Regions from separate parts of the Zea mays genome. Here all the other regions are linked to region 3. A link is a contact called in public Hi-C data. All regions are on one chromosome and are shown on one strand. The core of a region is the stretch at or near the end of the contact, and the rest is flanking DNA. Distances in the headings are between cores, read along the strand shown.

Region 1 (4,398 bases), core at 134-2,633, 240 kb after region 3:
TCGTAGGTACAGTAGGACATCTCGATGTGCATGTCCATCCTGCCTCGCCGGATGAGCGCCGGGTCCAGCTTGTCCTTGTGGTTGGTGGTGAAGACGATGATGCGCTCGCCGCCGCACGCCGACCACAGGCCGTCGATGAAGTTGAGCACGCCGGAGAGCGTCAGCTGCTGGCTGCCGTCTGCACTCTCGGCGGCGCCGGCGGCTTCCTCCATCGTTGGGGACAGCTCAGGCTCGGCTCCGTCACTGCTCCGTGCCTGCTGCTGCTTCTTGCCCCTGCGCTTGCCGGTGAGGTCGACGGAGCAGTCGATGTCCTCGATGACGATGATGGACTTCCCTGCCGTCTTGGTGAAGAGCCTCCGCAGGTCGTTGTTGCTCTTGACCGCCGTGAGCTCCAGGTCGTAGACGTCGTAGTCCATGTAGTTGGCCATGGCGGAGATCATGGTGGACTTGCCGGTGCCCGGGGGCCCGAACAGCAGGTACCCACGCTTCCATGGCTTGCCGACCCTGGCGTAATACTCCTTCCTCTTCCTGAAGGCGTCGAGGTCCTCGAGGATGGCCCGCTTCAGCGTCGGGTCCATGGCGAGCGTGTCGAAGGTGGCCGGGTGCTGGAACGCCACGTGGCTCCAGCCGTTGTTTGGGTTGTTGGTGAAGAGGCGGCGCTGCCGGTTCTTGGCGATGACGTCGCGGCCCCGTTCGATGACGTGGGGCAGATACTCGTCCAGGACAGTTTTGCGGAACCTGCGATGGAAGGAAACTCGGTAGAAGCGGCGCTCCTCTTCACCGGGCTGGCAGACGACGCTGACGCTGCCCTTTGGCGTCTCCTTGTACGCGTGCCACCAGACCGTGGCCGTGCGGCCGCGGCCACCGCGGCCGCCGCCGCCGAAGGTGTCGATGATCTGCTGTCCGTCGTCGACGTAGAACAGGGGTATCTTCCTGTGGCTGCCGAGCTCGGCCTTCAGCTTGCGCACGTCAGCGGCACAGTACAGGGAGAGGTAGGCCTCGATCGCAACGAAGAAGTCGCTGCGTTCAAGATGCTCGGCACCGTACTCAGGGATGGTGATTTGGATGTATGGGCTCAAGAAGGCTTTGACCTTGTTCATCCACAGGGTGATGTTTTCGTGGTTCAGGGCCATGGAGAAGAGGGCGAGTATGAAGGCCAGAACTGATCCAATTCCTGCCCAGAATTCCTTGGACGGCATGGTGCATGGACAGGTTGGTTGGCTTGCTGCTAGCTAGCTAACTAGCGTTTAGCTAGACCTCTGGCTTGTAGCTTCCATTTCACTGTTGGATATATACACAACACAACCCTACCCTAGGGGCTAGGGCTAGGGCCTAGGCACACAGCAGGGGCAGTGTGTGTACATTACACTACACTACACGATATGATGCATGTGAACTCTTCACATGCCAGCTGTCTAGGGCAGTCGTGTTAAATATAAATCAAGAACCGATGCATGCATCATACTATGATTGTTAGATAGATTAGATCGATGAGCTTGGGCACGCCGCAGCCGACAAGAGGAATCGGATGGTGTCCATTGCAGTGGCACTACTATGGATAAGTAAGTCCATGTTTGGTTTGAGCGACTATATTTTAGTCTTATTTAGTTACTAAATTGCTAAATAGTGGGACTAAACCATGGATTAAACTGTTTAAATCTTTAGTCCCTCAAGGGGTGACTAAAAGGGACTAAATCTCTCAAGGAGTGACTAAAAGAGACTAAATTATATTAATTTCACCTTTTGTCCCTTTTTTATTTCAGTTGAACTAATTGTGGGAAAATACTAAAGGATATTTTAGTCCTCTTATGATTCATTTAATGTTTTTTGAATATACTTTTAGTCTTTTGAACTAAACATGTAGGGACTAAACTTTAGTATCCTAACTAAACTTTAGTCCCTAGACTAACCAAACATGCTCTAAATTTTATACTACTACACAAAGAAGGGTAAGTTTTTTTTGACTGTCAACGGAAGGGTTAGGGGGTTCTTTATCAGAACATATGTGTGAGCCAGTCACAGGAATAAGGTTACATCAACAGGGGCTGCTTACAATGCACTGCAGCACACAAGGCTCGCCGGCCCGAACTAAGTGAGGGAGGAGGGGGCAACGACGGTCATGCAAGCGTGTCATCGCAGCAATCACCGAGAAAGACACCCAACCGTCGGCAATGGGATGGTCGGCGCTCCGCAGGCGTGGGCGCAGCGCCAAGCAAGCTAGGGCTTCATCTTGCATTTCTCGATGGCCAGATGGGTTCTGCCTAGCAGGTTGGAACGAGACACAACACTTTTTATAGTGCTAAGATTTAGCCTGACACGATATAAAACAGGCTCATGCCAGCCCAACATGAAGGCCGTGCACTTCAATTTCCGTCGGTCTCCTTTGTCCTTTGTTCTCTGTACCTCAACCCTCTCTCACACACCGACGCCGTCGCCACCGATTTGCCATCTAGCCCGCCGTTGGCCGCTTGACTCAACTTAGCAGCCGCCCCGGCCTTGACCGGTGCTCTGGACCCTCCCCTGACTGGCGCGTCGTCCCGCCTGCCCCACCGTACGTGGCGCCGGCGCTTCGTCGCTCGGCCGTGCGTCCGGCTGCTGCCCCGGTGTCCTGTGCTCAAGCCCTAGCCACGCCCTCCTCCAATTGCTTCAACACGATCGGCTCCTCCCCGCCACGCTGCCCGCTCGACCATCACAACAACATTGTACAACATTTTCGGCGGCCGCCGTTATTTTCGGCGGTCAGGGCCCGGCCGCCGAAAATAACACTATTTTCGGCGGTATGGTAACAGGCCGCTGAAAATAAACGCTTATTTTCGGTAGCCTAGCCCTGGTCACCGAAAATTAGGTGTTTTAAACCGCACGACCGACCTTCTTCTTCATTCTTCTCCTGATGTCTTCTTGTCGCGGAGCTGCGTCCTCCGCTCCGTCGCGCCCCTGCCCAGGCCCATCGCGCCACCGAGCCCGGCCACGTCGACCGCCCACCGTGCCGCCACCGACCGGCCTCGGCCCACACCGTGCCGCCGCTCTCCCTCGGCCATGCCGACTAGCCCCGATGACCCGCCCCGCCGCATAGCCGCGCCGGACGCGCCGTCCCGCGGCGCCGCCCCCGCTCCTCCCCCACCAAGAGGTTAAATTATTTTTTGCGTATTTTATTCCATATTTTCGGTGGCCGTTATTTAATTGTCGCCGAAATTAGTATATATTTGAAATTGTGTTTGTTTGATTAGTGTGTGTGATTAGTATTATTGTTTAGTTTGATTTCATTAATATATTAGTGGTATATGTGGTTTAGGGATTAGGGGCATATTGTATTTGTGGCATTAATTTCTTATGTGGTACTATTATATTATTAGTTTTACAAGTACATTATAGTATATTATATTGGTACATAGTATAGTTGCATTATTAGAGTATGTGATACTTAGTTTGATTTGATTAATAGTATATCATTCTTTGTTTTATATATAAGTAATATATTGTTTAGTGGCAGCGAGGTTATGCCGCCAAAATTTTTTTGAGTCCTGCTAGCTTGCTGTGGAGGTTGCAACTAATTATGTTTGGGTAAAGTCGCATATATACCGCTCGCCCAACAGACTCAAATAGTACAGTGTCATCAGAAAAAGCAAACTGCGCACCTGGAACTTGATGTGTTCTTGTGGCAGACTTTGTCTCTATTGGTGGACATCTCTAAATTAGCTTAAGGCAATACATGTTATGTCCACTAGAGAAACAACATTCTAAGACACTTGCCTTTGCTTGGAACTGTCTTATGGTTATCGCTGATATGAATATGGGTTACATGCTTCTCTACTCTTAGAAGTCTTTCCCTCCGAATCTCGGGACGAGATTCTTTTAAGGGGGAGGGCTGTAACACCCCAGGTGTTTAAATTCCGCTCGACAACGAGTATGGATTTAAGCACGTGATATCAGTAAATAAAACAGACACTAAGGTCTAATTATCTCCGTCTATCACAATTTGGATATCGTGTCTGTCTCCATTTGTCTAAATTGCCCTAATTTATTTTGCAAAATTTAGACTTTAGAAATCTTCCGGGACATCAAATCCAGTATCGTTTGGGGTTAAGCCATTGACATCTTGCCCAAACTATAATCTTGGAAATCAAATATGGTTCCTTAAAAATTCGTTTGAAATTCTTTCACGCTTGCATCACATAAGTCTATCTATGGCCTGACATCGTGTGGTGTGTGGCGGGTGCAAAATCCGTGTCTGGATAGCGCACAGACTCTCGTCCACGTAAACGATGTGTGTCGTCGCTTCCGAAACGGATCGCAATCTCGATGCCGCATCGATATCACACATTTATGTCGTGATATGTCGAGTCTTGTGCCTGTTTAAAAGTTATAGCTTAGAGAATACGAATTCGGAAGCTCGACCCA
Region 2 (4,158 bases), core at 842-3,341, 170 kb before region 3:
AGGCGGTGGTAACAAGGCGCCCCGCGCATGACCCGATGGAACCGCCAGATGTGGGGCCGTGGGTCAGTCAGCTGCGGGGACAGATGTGGCAGTCGATGTGACCGAGGGCGAACTGACAGTGCATACGTCACCAGATGCATTGAGTTAATGCAGCGCTCGCAGAAGAGGCGCCCCAGTCACCAGTCATGCCACGTTGACGCGAAGTACAAGTGTTGGCCCCACCTGCAGGCTCGCATCCTCCCCTGAGGTGGGCCCGGGGGCCACTATCGGTACCCTGAAACAGGGGTACCCCTTGCTACAGTGTGAAGGCGCGGTGCCCATGCGACTACCTCTAGTCACGTGGTAAACAGCGCCCGACCCCACCACGTGGTCGACTCCAGGGTCACCACGCGGCCAGAAAATACGATATACTCCAAGGTATCAACAGTGGGTCCGGACCCCCATGGGGAAGTGCCAGACCCCCGTACGTACAGACCAGACCTCCGAGTAAGGTCCAGAACCTCCACGGGCGTGTCTAGACCCCTGGGACGGGCCCCGGACCCCCCTTGTACAGGGTCCGGGCCACGCACAGCAAGGTCCCAGGAACAGAACATGCACGGACCTTGGACAGGACCCAAGCGGGGGTCCGGTGACGACACGTATCCGGACCCAGTCTGGTGCGGACCTGTCCACTTGCGCCACTGCTCCCCGCCCAGGTGGAGGCCCGATGCTGCCACATGGCCTACTGCGCGTGACGTAAGCCGGCGGGCGGAGCCTGACGTAAGGCCTTCGGGTTACGCGACCCCTGCATTTATTGCGGATAAGGCGCGTCGCCTGTCCGTCCCGCTGACAAGCGATGTGCCGCCTCAACATTTAATGAGTCATGTCCATTCCGCTTGCAGGGATGTGCCACCTCGGCATTTAATGTGCCCTGTCTACTCCGCTGTCAGGCGGCGACCAGGCCGTCCCGCATGCGGCGTATCTGTCCATTCCGTTGGCAGGCAGTACGCCCGTGCTGCGGAGTGCATTGTGCTCATCATCACTCGTACATTACCAGGGAAGCTTCCGCTGCACGCCAATGCTACGCAAACCGCAGATATTAGGGCATAAGGAGATTGCACTGACGACCAGCATTAGTTGTTCCAAGTATTACATCCGTTATGTCCCTGGGCCCGCATGTCGGGGCTCAGTATCCTTGTACGTGCCCCCCTTGAGCTATAAAAGGGAGGACACACGACGTTACAAGGTAGACTCAGACACACTTAGGTCCAGCTCAGGCTCACAAGTTCATACAAGCTCTCAAGCTCAATACATCACACAGTGGAGGAGGGTATTATGCTCCGGCGGCCCGAACCACTCTAAACCCTTGTGTGTTCTTGTGTTCGTTCATCGCATAGTAGAAAGGCAAAACGCTTAGGCCCCTCCTCATCTTAAGATTTAGGGCGGGTGTTCTGCCACCCGGCCGGAGAATTTCCTCTCCGACAGGTATGCTCATCCATCAAAATATATTTGTCTTAAAAAAGGTTTAACATGGCATTAACTCATTTAAATAGCTTCGAAAGAAGGTTGGCAAAGGGCATTGAATGAAGGTAGTCAAGAGCCATTGAAGTCTTTTGAGAGAACTAGGACAGTGGTCTTACAATATACAAAAATATCTCACTGAATATTTGTATCTTACTTTTTTTAACGCTCGAGCAATTAGATTTTCAGTTGTTTATTATTATAGTCGATACCTAGATGTCGTCGAGTGTCTAACCTGAATATTTAATTTTCATGTAATCGTTATGCTCTAACATTTCTTAAAATAATTTAAGTGCCATTGCAACGTACGGACATCGTACTAGTAAAAGTATAGGCGTCTTCGATTGTAAAAATCAAGTATATTAAAACCTTTAATGCTAAATAAAATCTAAAAATAAATCGTATGAACTATATATGCGTCGAAGAGTGGAAAGGGTGAGAGAAATTAGAAAAAAAAAAGTGTTGTTACATGGGCTGGTGGGCTGACCAATCAGTTCGGAGTCTGCCATCAGCCCATCTCTGTGCGCGACTCCCCGTCCGTTCCCCTCTTCCACTACGTGCTCGCGAGTCGCGTCCGCTCCTCCTCTTTCCAAAGGGCGAGTTCGCATCGCAGCGTCGCCCGCAGCAGCAGCGGACCGCAGACCACGCCACCTCAGCCAGCGACAGGGAGCGAGGGAGCGATTCGATCAGAATCGACATGGACGGCGGCGAGCACGAAGCGGAGGAGTCCTCCTACAAGCGCCGGGAGCGCCTGCTCGCCCTCCGCTCCGCCGCAAACGCGTCTCCGGCAGGGGCTCCTCCGCCGACGGCCGCGGGGAGCATCCTCCCGGACCCTGACCTCCCGGGAGACGAGGCCGCATCCGTGTGCCCGACCCCGCCCCAGCGGTTCGACTACTACACCAACCCCGCCGCCGCCTTCACTTCCTCCTCAGGAGGTGCCACAAATCCCACCTGGTCCCACAAGCGCAAGAGCCCTCCCGCCTGCTACGCCCCGCCTCCGCCTCCGCCGGCTTACGGTCCGTACTACCCTACAAGCACCTACTAGCTTATGCTACTCTTCCCCTCGCTACCCACTAATGTCGGATTAGGGTTGCATATGCTGCGCAATTCAGTCTCGCCATATTTGTAATTGAATCTAAATCTTAACAAAACCCTCTTTATGTTTTCTAGTATTGTAATAGGCAGCCCTAAGTCCCTAACTACACCTCGCCATACTCAATTTCAATTGGATCTAAACCTTAACAGAACCATCTGTGCTGCAATTGTAAAACAGGCATCATCCTGTAGGCAGAGAAAGGAAAAAGATAATGCAGCTTAATAGTGTTCTTCTCTTCCATAGCTAGGCATTTGGCCTGTGTGTTATGCTGGCAGTGGTCGAGCTTGTGCCTAACGCCATAAGGATTTCTATGTGTTCTATTAGAATGGTACGTACATAGTTTTTCTCGAATGGAGCTGCATTCAGATGAGTGTTACAGTTGAATTGGAAAAGGCTTGCTTCTGTTCTAAAGCTACTCTGTGATGTCTCTTAGTTAAATCTAAGCATCCGTTGATATATCGAATTTCCAATATGCTGATGCTGCATGTTTAAGACGATCAGATCAGCTTGTGACTTTTCCTTTGTGCTTTTTGGTTATTAGTATATGTACGATTTGATTGTCAGGAAGTACATGGTTAGGTAGCAATGTCATAAAAAGGATGTGGTATATAGTTCTCCATAGACAAAGAATGATATTCTAGGATTCCAGTTTAGTGATATATTTGTAAGATTATAGGGATCTTGACATACGCTTGCATTCAGCTTTTGACTTCAGTAGCTGGAACCTGGAATTTGGTTAACCAACGAGAGAAACAAGGATGCCAGTGAGAATTATATGTCACAGTTAAGAAAACAGCCTTACAGTGGTGGCATACAAGCTAGTTTCTAACTGGTTAATGATGAATATGATTGATCGAAGAAGCTCGGAGTATACATTTTGGGTTAGTGATTTGAAGTCTAACTATCACCCTGACCATGTTCTTCTGTTTGCTGCATGCTTAACTTACCAATTCATTTCCAGTGCCATCTGTGATGTCATAACTACCGTGGAATGTCATCCTGACCATGTGTCTAACTCTCGACCAGGGAACTATGGCAGCGACTATCACCGTCCACACCAGCAGCCTACATCATGGCAAGTTCACTCAACATCCCCGATGCCACAAGATGCGGCAAGGAGCAGTCCATGGCAAAGCCCTATGCAGTTCCAGGATCCAATGTCAGGATACCAAGGAGGTCCTCCCAGCGCTCCACGTCCTTGGGGCTCACATTCTGGTCCTGGAGGCCGAGGTTCTTATTCAAATCCACCAAACTTTGGGTTCAGACACCCGAATCCCAGCCGGGGTGGCAGCCCAATGAACTATGGACCAAGAGGTGGCCCATATTCATCTTATGGACGTGGCAGGGGGCCCAACTACTTTGGCAGCCCAGGATCAAGGGGGAGAGGTGGGAGGGTTGGCTGCCATGGCCGGAGTTACTTCAACAAGTCAATGCTTGATGACCCTTGGCTGGACCTGCAACCTGGTGTCGGCAACATACTGATACCTAGGGGTGAGTATGACTCCAACAAGTCCTGGCTCCCAGAATCGCTGCGAAAAAAGAAGGAAACGCCGCCTGCTCAA
Region 3 (4,367 bases), core at 95-2,594:
CTTTTCAGGTACCCTTGACTCCATTACTGCGATAATGTGTTACACACGACATATATTCAATGGATACCAGTTAATAGGTATTCTAGTTGATAGCAGCCTTGGAGGTTAGACTGAGATTTTTTTAAGCGGCAGTAACGGAGTAGTATCCAACTTTTGCATATTATGCAGGTAAGGCTTGGCGTAGAGCCTACCGTCTGTAATCGGAAGGTCCCAGGTTCGAGCCCTACCCTCTGCATATTATGCGGGTAAGCCTTGGCACTTAAAGATACCCTTCCCCATACCCCGCATAGTACGGGAAGCCTAGGGCACTGGGTACGCCCCAGTGGCCTGGCAGATAGTTTTGGCGAAGTCCAGAAATTCACAGGTTCTTGATGCTCCAGAAAATTCATGGATCTTGCTCCCAAATATGAATTTTTGGGTGCTTCAGATTTCATGGAGCTAGTGTGTTTGGATATAAAAAGCAAGATTTGGAACTATTTTATCTAGAGCTATATAGTTTGTATCCAAAACAATCCCATATTGCTGACAAACTAAAATAGCAGTGAACTTTGGTTGCAAACGAGGTTTCAGATACATGCTAATTACCAATCCGTTACAACCGGTAGAGGCCTTGACCTTGCATTGTCGATTAGCTATCTTCAACTGCTGCAGTGTAAACAGGAGAAGACAGGCGGGAGGGCAGCACGGGCACCGTTCGGAGCTCGACACGTTGTTGTCCTCGTCGGCGATGCCTCAGCCTCACAGCTGTCGTGCCTTGCACCCGCACCGCTGCGGCTCGGCTGGACAGCCGACGGTCCAGGCCTCCAGGGTGAGTCGCCGAGGACGGCAGCACCGCCGCACCAGCGTGCAGCAGATCGACGTCGTTCCCCAGCATGGCGACACCAGCGGCCTACGGATGTTGCTCTCGGAATGGTCGTGGCCCCGCACCAGCTCCACCTTCTCCAGCGGCTAGAACTGGCAGAAGAATTCTGCGATGTCAGGCTTCCTCGCCCACAGCAGCAGGTTCCCCACGAACACCTTACCCTTCTGCCGGAAGTCCTCCGGCGGCGGCGACGAAGGAGGAGGCGAGGGCGGAGGCTCCTCGGTCGTCTCCAGCGTAGGAGGCGGCGGGGGCAGCTTGCTCGTTGGCCATAGGCTGGAGGCGAGTGGGTTCGCGTGAGGAGGAGGCAAGGGCGTAGATGGGCGGCAGAGGGGTTGAAGGGCCTGCGAGGAGGCGAGGCATGTGTAAGCGGAAGTGGGGAACACGGACGCAAGCGCTCGCTCAGCTGAATCAAAGGAAGAAGTCGGGTCCGAGAGTGTGGGCTCACGCGGCCACGTGTCGTACACGCGGTGGTCGATGAACGCGTGAAGTGCGGGCAACGCTTGAAACCGGGTGAGGTTTTAATAGAAGAGATGCTAAATTTCTCCCCGCCCTGTACATGCATACGGTGTATATATGACTGACAGGTGGCCTATGATGGCATTGCTGCGCTGCCTATATCGCTGCCCTTCTCATGTATCTATACATGTCCAAACCGGTGGGCCGTGCGGCGCTGCCTTCTAGTCAGCCTTCAGCTGCAGACATGGGAATGGGAGTGTGACAGCACCACGCCATGGCCACCGCCGCCGGCGATGTTGAGAACCCCCACGTTCCTCCTCAGGCATAGAACAACATTGCATCCACTATATACATGATAGTGCAGATGGAGTCGGAATCTTGTTTCTTTGATATGTATGCATGCCTTCTGAAAGAGATCATCGTTTTGCGTTGTATTTTATTGTGCATGTACATTCTCCGAAGCCGTTTTTTCTATACCATTACATCCACAAGTTTAAACTTTGTAAAACACACTCAACAAAAGGCACCAAGACTTAGCATATCATCAAAATCAACGGTTTAAATCGCTGGATAACTCCCCTCTCTCCCTTACTCAAATCCAATGGCCAATATTATTTGAATCATGTCTCATCCCTCCCCCGCGATCCCACCGCTCCCTGCCTCCCCCTCGACCTCGCCACCCCCTCCTCCCCCTCGCTCTACCGTCGTCGGTCCCTCCCTCGCGTCATTGGACCTCCCCCTGACCCCAACATCCCCTCCCCCTTACTCGCATCGCTATCGGCAACTACCCTTGCACCGTCACCGCCATCGAGCCCTCCCCCTCCCTTTTCCGGGATCGTAGTATTAGCACGAGTTATAATTATAAGAAAACTAGTATAATGCATGTGCGTTGCTGTTAGATTGGAAACTCCAACCCTAATCTGGGTTTGGGAGATGTATATTAATATAGAGGTAGTTGAGCCTAGGCCCATTACATAGACACCATCACCACCCATTACACAGTAGCTCTAACACCCCTAGTCGAAACTCTAACCACGACAGATGTTGAGATTAGACCAGAAATCCTTGAACACAGTAGCCTAGGGAGATATATATATATATATATATATAGTTTGTACATTTGGAGCCCTGGTCTTCCAATAACTAGAGGAAGCATTGGCTCAACGGTTCAGCCGCACCAGGTTCGGGCGGCTATAAAAACACCCGGTCGCTAGGGATTAGGTTTTAGTGTGGGTGGCGGTTCCCTCGGGCGAGCGAGCGGCGGCGGCGGTTTCCTCGGGCGTGCGAGTGGTGGCGATCCCGGGGGCCAGCGGCGGTGGCGCGCCGAGGCGGGCGACCGGCAGCGGCACTCCCCCAGGATCGAGCGACGGCGACGCTCCTGAGGCGGGCAGGCAAGCGCTGACGACGCTTCTGAACCCGACGAGATTATATTTTACGGACGAAATAAAGCATTGAAAAATCAAATTTTTGTTTACATACATACCATTCCATTTCCTTTCAACTCAAATTCTTGCCATCCTAAATTTATGCGAATGCAATAGGAAACATATTTTGTACACAGTGCACCATAGTGCATAAATACCTTCGACGTGTAGCATAATTAACCTCAGTGTATATCATAAACTGGTTCTAATGAGCCTAGATGCATGGTTGTTGGAGAGATCATATATTTGTGGAGGAAATTAAGCATTTAAATCAGATTTTTTGTTTCCATGCATGTCAATCTATTTTTCTCTCAACGCACATTATTGTCATCCTAAATTTGTGCACATGCAGCAGGAAACTGATTTTTACGCAGCGTACTGTATTGCATAAATACCTACACTGTGTAGCATAGTTAGTAGTAGTATATTTCATAAAATGTTTCTAACGAGTCTAGCTGCATGACTGTTATAGAGATTTAATATTTATGGATGGAATAAAACATTCAAATCTGATTTTTTTGTTTCCATGCATGCCGCAATTAACAGATACACTTCCTAATTTCTCGCGCACGCAAATGGATACAAATTGCGCACATTCAAAGAATGGACGCATGCGGGGTGGGCTAGCAGCCAAGATGTAGTGGTACATGGCTGGCTAGGGCTTCCTGTATCCTATGAAAGCCCAGGGCTCCTAATAGCCTCACCCTATATATATACACGATTCTCTTCTAGTTTTATATACAATTGAGCATGAGCAGTTTGTAGTATGTAGTTTACCTGAGAGAGGGACCTTGTTACACTATATACATGATAGTGCAGATGGAGTCTGAATCTTGTTTCTCTGATATATATGCATGCCTTCTAAAAGAGATCATCCTCTGGCGTTGTATTTTATTGTGCATGTACATTCTCCGAAGCCGTTTTTTCTATACCACTACATCCACCGGTTTAAACTTTGCAAAACTCACTCAACAATTGCACCCAGACTTAACACACCATCAAAACCAACGGTTCGGATCGCTGGATAACTCCTCTCTCCCTTACTCACCCAAATCCAATGATCAATATTATTTAAATCATCTATCATCCCTCCCATGGGATCCCACCGCTCCCTACCTCCCCCTCGACCTGACGATCCCCCTCCTCCTCCCCTCACTCACAATGACGCCGTCGGTCCCACCCCGCATCATCGGCCCTCCCTTGTGACCCCAACATCCCCTCCCCTCACTCGTGCCGCCGTCGGCAACTCCCCTTGCGCCGTCACCTCTATCGACCCCTCCTCTTCCCCTTTCCAGGATCGTAGCATTAGCACGAGTTATAATTATAAGAAAACTAGTATAATGCATGTGCATTGTTGTTAGATTGGAAACCCCAACCCATAATCTGGGTTAGGAGTTATATATTAATACAAAGGTAGTTGGGCCTAGGCTCATTACATAAACAGCACCACAACCCATTACACAGTAGCTCTAACACCCCTAGTCGAAACTCTAGCCACAACAAAAGTTGAGACTGGACCGAAATCCTCAAACATGGACATAGGGAGGCCCTTGGCGAAGACGTCGGTGAACTAAGAAGTAGTTGGCACATGAAGAAGTCGCACATCACCGATGGTGACACGCTCG

Evidence for each region. A called contact is a pair of places that touch in the nucleus more often than the background predicts.
Region 1: a Hi-C map of ear shows a contact between it and region 3, with 1.8 times the contacts expected there. The contact joins the promoter of LOC103646883 here to the promoter of LOC103646884 in region 3. A contact is called at or near these places in 3 of 25 Hi-C or Micro-C datasets (ear, leaf and tassel).
Region 2: a Hi-C map of leaf mesophyll shows a contact between it and region 3, with 2.0 times the contacts expected there. The contact joins the promoter of LOC100191384 here to the promoter of LOC103646884 in region 3. A contact is called at or near these places in 6 of 25 Hi-C or Micro-C datasets (ear, endosperm, leaf and 2 more).

The regions. Positions count from the first base shown.
Region 1 is chr2:116,904,048-116,908,445 of Zm-B73-REFERENCE-NAM-5.0, reverse strand. It overlaps LOC103646883 (AAA-ATPase ASD, mitochondrial), which reads right to left and starts at 1,383. Exons shown (of 1, transcript XM_008671511.2): 1 at 1-1,383. The coding sequence starts at 1,199.
Region 2 is chr2:117,321,443-117,325,600 of Zm-B73-REFERENCE-NAM-5.0, reverse strand. LOC100191384 reads left to right here and starts at 2,091. Exons shown (of 2, transcript NM_001136818.1): 1 at 2,091-2,516; 2 at 3,623-4,158. The coding sequence starts at 2,198.
Region 3 is chr2:117,147,634-117,152,000 of Zm-B73-REFERENCE-NAM-5.0, reverse strand. It overlaps LOC103646884, which reads right to left and starts at 1,344. Exons shown (of 2, transcript XM_008671512.3): 1 at 1,023-1,344; 2 at 378-954. The coding sequence starts at 1,222. The coding sequence ends at 639.